Linked DNA regions of Sus scrofa: region 2 is linked to region 1. The links are chromatin contacts, called in public promoter capture Hi-C maps. All regions are on one chromosome and are shown on one strand. Each heading gives the region's core, a stretch centred on a gene start, on an enhancer-like site or on the middle of the called end of the contact. The rest is flanking DNA. Distances are from core to core; before and after follow the strand shown. Region 1 holds the start of NUFIP1 (nuclear fragile X mental retardation-interacting protein 1). Region 2 overlaps TSC22D1 (TSC22 domain family protein 1).

The links. Promoter capture Hi-C pulls out the DNA fragments that hold promoters and counts their contacts.
Region 2: a promoter capture Hi-C map of fetal liver shows a contact between it and region 1, with 4 times the contacts expected there. The contact joins the enhancer-like site here to the promoter of NUFIP1 in region 1. A contact is called at or near these places in 4 of 5 promoter capture datasets (fetal liver, fetal skeletal muscle, liver and 1 more), 3 of 47 Hi-C or Micro-C datasets (liver, mesenchymal stem cells and subcutaneous adipose tissue) and 2 of 2 datasets of contacts at active chromatin or transcription factors (alveolar macrophages and skeletal muscle).

The regions. Positions count from the first base shown.
Region 1 is chr11:22,265,129-22,269,012 of Sscrofa11.1, forward strand. NUFIP1 (nuclear fragile X mental retardation-interacting protein 1) reads left to right here and starts at 2,319. Exons shown (of 10, transcript XM_001927425.5): 1 at 2,319-2,794. The coding sequence starts at 2,386. GPALPP1 (GPALPP motifs-containing protein 1) reads right to left here and starts at 2,270. Exons shown (of 9, transcript XM_021065611.1): 1 at 2,094-2,270. The coding sequence starts at 2,181.
Region 2 is chr11:22,590,908-22,594,961 of Sscrofa11.1, forward strand. All of the region lies in intron 1 of TSC22D1 (TSC22 domain family protein 1), which reads left to right. Among named protein-coding and RNA genes, the nearest start is that of TSC22D1, 74 kb to the left of the region's middle. Within about 2 kb of position 1,579, at least 5 of the 83 cell types and tissues checked have an H3K27ac peak or open chromatin away from gene starts, as enhancers often do. A contact at or near this core is called in fetal liver, where this site is marked.

The DNA.
Region 1 (3,884 bases), core at 1,069-3,568:
GAATGGGGAGACAGGTAGAATGGAAGATGCACCAGGGGAACTTCTATGACGTAACATAGTGAATTTCAAGGATAATGGTACTAATAAACTTCTCAAAAGTCCAGATAGAAGAATAATGAGATTGAAAAATGGTATTTCAAGATTTTTTGGCAACTCTTTTAGGATCAGCCATCTTGGAAGTTCTGAAGGGAACGGTTTCTGGTTTGGGGAATTACATGCTAACAATGACATGGTGGAGTTCCCTAGTGGCCTAGCAGTTAAGGAGTCAGCATTGTCACTGCTGTAGTGTGGGTTTGATCTCATGCTCAGGAACTTCCACATTCCATTAGTGCAGCCAAAAAAAAAAAAGGGCATGCTATGTGCTTGATGAAGAACCGAGGTCACTTGGCAAATATCTACCAAGGTCCATTTGTGTGCCAAGCAGGTTGGAGAGACAAGGTAGCGGGGAATAGAGACACAATGTTAACTGCTGACAGTAAGGGTAAGAATGACCACACAAAAGAAACAAATGGGAAGGAGTAGACAGAAAGAGTACCTGAAGTAAAGGCTGGTAGAATGATAGAAGGAAATCATAACAGAAGTAGCTATCTGGCACATGGTGGCTGCTTACCTGCAAATCCTGCCTTAGTTTAAAATCAGGGAATACGGAGTTCCCGTCGTGGCGCAGTGGTTAATGAGTCTGACTAGGAAGCAAGAGGTTGCGGGTTTGATTCCTGGCCTCACTCAGTGGGTTAAGGATCCAGCGTTGCCAGGAGCTGTGGTGTAGGTTACAGACGCGGCTCAGAACTGGCATTGCTGTGGCTCTGGCCTAGGCTGGTGGCAACAGCTCCGATTAGACCCCTAGCCTGGGAACCTTCATATGCCTTGGGAGCTGCCCTAGAAAAGGCAAAAAGACCAAAAAAATAAATAAAAAATAAAATAAAATCAGGGAATACAGTGAACCAAAACCAACATAAGTGTAGGAACCTGACTAAAACATTGGGTTAACCTCACTTTCCTTCAACCTTAGTTGAATGGAACCTTCCTTGCTAAAATAAAGGCTTGACTTTTTAATGGCTATAGCAGAAATGAGACCTGGAAAGAAACCTCTAAGTGGAAACATGGTTTCTAGATAGTCAAAGAATGCAAATAGATTCAGGAATGGGAAGGTTATTCTTTCAGCTTTACTTTTTTCCAACTTTAGCTAGTCCCAGCCTACCAATTAGAACATGAAAGGACAGATACTCATCATGGAGGAGTCAGAAGCATTTATTTGACAAATATGGGGGTGCCTATTAGTCCTTAAGGCTAGAAAACCGAGTACAATGGTGGAAACAGATATGTCGGCAAGTTATGAAAAAACAGTATGTTAAAATGTGATGTAATTAAGCAGGAGTAAACCCCCTGGGTAAAGAGGGGGTGACAATGCGAGAAGAGTTTGGAAACATTTCACTGAGGTGATACTGAAGTTAGACCTTGAAGGATGGGGTAGGAGTTTGTCAGGTATGTCAAGAAGTGCAGGGCAAGGCTCCAGGGAGCCAAGAGAATTGAAGAACTGCGCAGAAACTCGCGTTGGTTTGAGCTTTGGGCTCTGTGTGTTAGATGCAATGACAGGATGAAAGGCTAGGAAAGCAGGTCCGGGGTTAGAGAGCAAAGCATCTTCTGCAAGAGCCAAAGGCATTAGTTGTACGTCAGGAGGCAAGATGAGAGGCCAGAAGCATGGGCTTCATTCTAATCCGGGCACCACTACTTGCTAGTTGCGAGGTCTGGGCAACAGCCTGGGCCTCAGTGTCCTCAATTGCATCGTGTAATAATAATCTTTACCTTATACAGTAACCAAGAGGACTATATGACTTAATATGTATCGGCCCTTCAGTACAGTGTCCAGCCCTTTAAGCGCTAAATTGGGATACACCATCACCATGATGATAACCGGACCAAAGCTCGTTTCTGCGGCCCCACGGCCGCCTCGCCACCGCCACAGCCTGGGAAGGAAAGTTAGCTCGGGTCGGGCCTCGCCCACTCGCCACTCCTCCCTCAGGCTCCCAGGCCTCGGACTTGTACTCCCAGAGCCGGGGTCGGGCCTGGCGGGCAGGGGACACGCCGCCGCTTACCCGGGCTGAGGTCCCGCTCCTCGTCCTCCGCTGAACCGCTGGCCTTGAAGCCGGGCGGTAGCGCCGGCCCAATCAGATCTCTCGCCATCCGCGGTGGCGGCCCTGGTCCCTCACACTAAGCGTGTCTATGTCAAGTCAATCTCAAACCCGGAGCCTGCGATTCGCCGTAAAGGAGAGAAGCTTTTTCCGGCGCCGACCAATGACGCTTCAGCCTGTGATTGGCTGAGCCTTATCTAACGGAAGTGGTGCCTAAGGCTTTACTCCACGCTGGGTTCCCTACCTGGCGGGTGGCATGGCTGAACCGGCAAGTGGTTTTGTGACTCCCACCGGGTGGTTTCCAGCTCCAGAGCTGACTCCCACGTTGGGGCCTCTGAGCGACCAAGCCTCGGCCTCGGAAAACTGGATGTACTGGGCGATGCTGCCGCCTCCCCCACCCCCTTCCTCGCTTCCCGCAGCAGAATCCAAGCCTTCCTCGGAGGCGCAGCCCCCGGCGGAGGCCCAGGCTCTTCCTGAGGCGCCTCCCCCTTTCGACGCTCAGATTCTTCCTGGGGCGCAGCCCCCCTTCCACGCCCAGTCCGCCCTTGAGTCTCAGCCTCAATTCGATGGCCAGCCCTACTGGAATTACCAGGCTTCGACTTCATGGTACTGGACGCAGTCTCCTGGTATTTTTCCTCAGTATCAGAACTCCCACAACACTCCAGGTACGTTTCTCCTCTCCGTACCCCTTACCTTTATCCTCCCTGTCTTCTCTCTCCTATCTGACCCTCGTTCCTCTGTCACCTTTTGGTACTGCCTTGCACTCTTGGAGTCTGGTCATTAATGTCTCACGATTTGTTCCACAGTTATCTTTTCCCCGCCTGTTCCTTCAGTTTAGCAACTATTTATCGAGTTCCAACTATGAACCAGGAAGCGCTACTATAGCAGTGAACAAAACATACCAAAATCCTTTAAGGAGTTTAACATCTGTTGTAGGAAGACAGACAATAAACAAAACAAACAGTGTGTGTTAGAAAGTGGTGAGTGCTGGAGTTCCCGTCGTGGCGCAGTGGTTAACGAATCCGACTAGGAACCATGAGGTTGCGGGTTCGGTCCCTGCCCTTGCTCAGTGGGTTAACGATCCGGCGTTGCCGTGAGCTGTGGTGTAGGTTGCAGACGCGGCTCGGATCCTGCGTTGCTGTGGTTCTGGCGTAGGCCGGTGGCTACAGCTCCGATTCGACCCCTAGCCTGGGAATCTCCATATGCCGCGGGAGCGGCCCAAGAAATAGCAACAACAACAACAACAAAAAGACAAAAAGACAAAAGACAAAAAAAAAAAAAAAAAAAAAAGTGGTGAGTGCTATGGAGAAAGCAAAAAAGAGCGACAGGCAGTGCAGTTTTAAATGTCAGTGTCAGTCGGTGTCAGGGAGGTGAGGGATTGGAGGAATGCATATGTCTGGCGGATAGGGGTGCAGGCAGAGGGACCCGCAAGTGCAAAGGCCTTCAGGCAGGAGCTTATCAGTCAGAATGGTAGCCATTGTGGCTAGAGAGGACTGAGCCTGGGGTAGAGCTGTGTGGGGGAAGAGAGCCTTGTAGATCATGGTACTTTGACTTTTACTGTTGTGATATACTGAGTGCAGGGGAATGGCGTGATTTGAGTTATGTTTTAAAAGGATTTATATGGCTACCTGTTGGAATCGACTGAAAAGAAGTTGAGTTAGAGTTACTGCAGTTAACCAAGTGAGAGACATTGGCGACTTGGACCACGGCAGAGCTCCAGAGATGATGAGAAGTAGTGTGTGTGTGTGTGTGTGT
Region 2 (4,054 bases), core at 329-2,828, 330 kb after region 1:
TCTGGCACATAATAATAAACTCAATAAATGTTAGTTTATCATTGTCATTAATATTTCTATCTCTTTGTGTATTCAAAGTGAATGTTCCAATAAATATATTTTTATCTTAGTAACTAGTACCTGTTAAGTAACATTTGTAGCTTAAGTATATAATGCTCACAATGTTTACTGTTTATTTCTGAGATCATTTAGAATAGAGGAGGAATGATATGGTAGAAAGTACAAGGCCTTTTGGGTCTCCCGTCCTGGACCTGTCAGTCACTAGCAGTGTAATTTGCCGTGAACGATTTAACCTCTCTAAAGCTCAGGTTCTTCATCTGATAAATGGGGTGTTTTGAGGATTAGTGATATAACTTATGAATAGAGCCATTGTTCATGGCATTTTGTGACTAACAGAACATAAAAATTAATTCTCCCTTCCAGTAACAACATTGGACGAGTTTACTCACATGCACATATTTCTGTAGTTTTGCTTTGTGTTACTCATACTCAAGTAAGATATTAAGCATCTTTATGTTTGAAAGCCCTGGAGTTTGAGAGGATATAAAGAAATTGTGACATCTTCAAGCAGTATAATTGAGAGATAGGATCTAAATGTATAAAGGTTTTATTCATTTTTTATTTTTTTATTTTTTGTGTTTTAGGGCCTCCACTTGCTGCATCTATATGGAGCTTCCCAGGCTAGGGGTCGAATCAGAGTTACAGCTGCCAGCCTACGCCACAGCCACAGCAACGTAGGATCTGAGCCACATCTGCAACCCACACCACAACTCGCGGCAACGCCTGATCCTTAATCCACTGAGCAAGGCCAGGGATCGAACCTGCAACCTCATGGTTCCTAGTCAGATTCTTTTCTGCTGTGCCATGACGGGAACTCCTGTATAAAGGGTTTTTTGTTTGTTTGTTTGTTTGTTTTTAATTTGAATGATGGAGTAATGTTTGTGTATTATTGTTAAGTAAATTATATAGAAAATGGTTTTTAGGATTTCAGAGAGAAATACCTTTTACACCAGACCCAGCTTATCTCCCCTGCCCAACACTCTTGTTATCATTTTAAAAATTATTTTGATACTTGTGGCCCTTTGGGTATTCTAGGAGGACATAAAAGATAACATTCACTCATGGATTGATGGAAATATTTACTGATTACATGTTATCTATCAGCCTTCCTGGGGCAAGGGTTGTGTGTGGTGGTAACTGATTAACACTGAATATTGTTCTGAGCACTGTACACACTCTGTACATACAAGAACAAATAGCAACAATACCAACTGAAACCAGTGTTTTTACCACACGCTCATTTAACTCTCTGTGTATAATTATAAAGAGCTAATTCCCTCTGAGGCCCTCTGGGTCTTTGCCTCATCAGGATATATCACCTCTTGGTGTCTCTAATCTTTTCCTCTTTACGGGCACCTTGGGTGGACAACAGGTCCCGGCCCCACCCCAGACCCTCCTTCCTCACCCCCATTCATCCCTGGGGCTGTGGGGTGACTCTTCCTTAGCCCCCCTGCAACCCAAGCTTTTGGAAGTCTTCTCGACCACTGACTTCCTAACTGTCCAGTCTCAAGTCCCAGGAACACTTATCCGTCTTCTCTCCTTTGATCACGGGTCTTTGGCAGCCTTGCTGACTTTCTCCTCCCTCAGCTTCGGGGCATCAAGCTTGCCTAGTTCTCTGTCTGTCTTGACCTTCCCCGTTTAGTCTCCTTTATCGTTTTATTTTTGTTTTTTTTCTTCTTCCCAGCCCTCTTGTCTGTTAGTGTTTCCTTAGTTTCTGTCTGCTTTTTACTCTGCAGGTTTTTTTTTTTTTTTTTTTTTTTTTTTTGCACTGCAGGGACCCCGCCATCAATGATGATTGGCTGCTTCCTCTTGAGTTTTATCTGCGGGATCCTAGGTCAACCCTTGGGAGTGGGGGGTGGGGGTAGAAGGGAGGGGGCATGAGCTTTAGCCCCTCATAACTTCCATCACCTCTCAATACACTAAAGCTCCCCTGAGCAAACATGCAATCTCTATAAAATGAACAACCCCCAAACACAAAGACATGTAGAAGCAGTAGGTTTGGTATGGAAACTCAACTTGAAAACATGTCTCTAACCTTTTTTGTCCCTGCACTTCTGCTCTGTAGAAGTTCTGGAGCTGTCCTTGAGTGACCTCAAGGTCCCTGTGCATACACTCCTTGCATGTCCCATCAAGCTGGGCTTCTCACTTATCACCCCTTTCAAACAGTCTGCTGCTCCTGTCTTCTGCCAGTTAACACTACCAAGATATACCCTGTCTCCGAGCCAAACCCCCAATCATCCTAAACGCTACTGCTTCTCTCTTATCTTATGGAACCAGCCAGTCCTGGGATAACTCCTGCCTTAGCATCTTTCATCTGTGCTGGAATTTACTCCACTGTATTATAGTTATTTGATCAATGTCTGTTTCTCTCGCTACAGTCTTTATGTCCCAAGTACCTGCCATAATTTTTATATAGCAGCAAATGCTCAGCTGATATTTTTATATGTTAGAATAAATTTCTCAACCATCCTTAGATCCCAAGAAATCAATAGCATCACCCTACTGTCCTAAAAAACACCAGAACACAATAAAATAATAATTACTGGATGCTAAGTTACTGTTGTATTGAAGTGAAGTACTTTAAGATTGTTTACTTTTATGGCGTCTCAATTAAAAAGAGGTTTTGTTGTTGTTATTGTTGTGGTTGCACCCACCAGGCGTTCTAGGCTAGGCATCAAACCCCGACTGCTGTAGTGACTGGACCCACTGCAGTGACAATGCCAGATCCTTAACCCTCTGTTCAACAAGAGAATTCCAAAAGAGAGTTTTTAATATGCCATTGATTTAAAGAAATCCTTTTCCAATCCAAGTTCTTTAAGATTTTTTTCTATATTGTCTTATACATGTCTCTGATTTCTAGTGTGATGTAAAAAAATGATTTTTTTTTACAGATGAATTGTAAAATGTCTCAAGTCTGAAAAGAAATGTGCCATTGATACCTTTTGGATCGTGTACACTTCTAATCCCTTCAATTTTAAAAAATGAAATCCACATACCCTATGAGTCTTATGTTACTTATCCAGGTTTTCTTATTTAATGATATTTCTCAGAAGTATTTTTGTTCTTGGAGACTGTCAAATGACAGTTGGATAGTTACATTTTTGTGAAATGCATACTGTGCCTTCCATTTGTTATCATTTTTGAAATAAATTGTTCCCATTATTCAGCTGTGCTTTCAGAGCCAGGCTTGGAGGGGCAGACTTTTTCCATTTCTGTCCTAAATAAATAAGAGTAGGCAAGGATGGTGCGTTCCCAGCTCTAAATGATTACAATGTATTTATGTAGATTTTCCAGGGGTTTTATTATTTGACACAAGAGAAGTATTGAGCTAACTGAAACAAACTTTCAGATACCTCATCTTATTTTAAACTTCACATCTTCTTTAAACCTTCTGAGATGGTTACTGTTTGAGGATGACTCCGGGTACAGTGCTGGGGTGATGAGTTGTCTGTATGCAGGTTGCTACTTAGCTCTCAGCCAAGACAGAAAAATGATCTCTTCCTAAGACTGTGTTTTGCTTGGTTGCTTTTAATTTCTGGAGGGGCCCAGGAAGCCACATCATCATGTTCTAAGAATTGAATGATAAACAAGAGTCAGTAGTTCCCAAATAATATCTAATGAACATTGCTTATCCACTTTAAATGTGATAGTCCTGCTGTATAGCACGGGAAACTAAATCCCATCCCTTGTGATAGAGCATGATGGAAGATAGTATGAAAAAAAGAATATATATGTATGTATCACTGGGTCACTTTAAGTGTATAGCCGAAATTGACAGAACATTGTAAGTCAACTGTATTTGAATAAGAAAAAATTTTTTGAAAAGATCTAAGGAATAGAGCATGTCTTTGGTATGATAGCTCTATCAGAGCGTCTCTTCAACTGTCCAGAGTTAGTCTTCATTCTTTGAATTTCTGGGCTGTGTCAGTTAGGGTTGCTGATTCTAGATATCTGGATGCACTTCCCGGGCATTTATGGTTCATCTAGTTCTGGT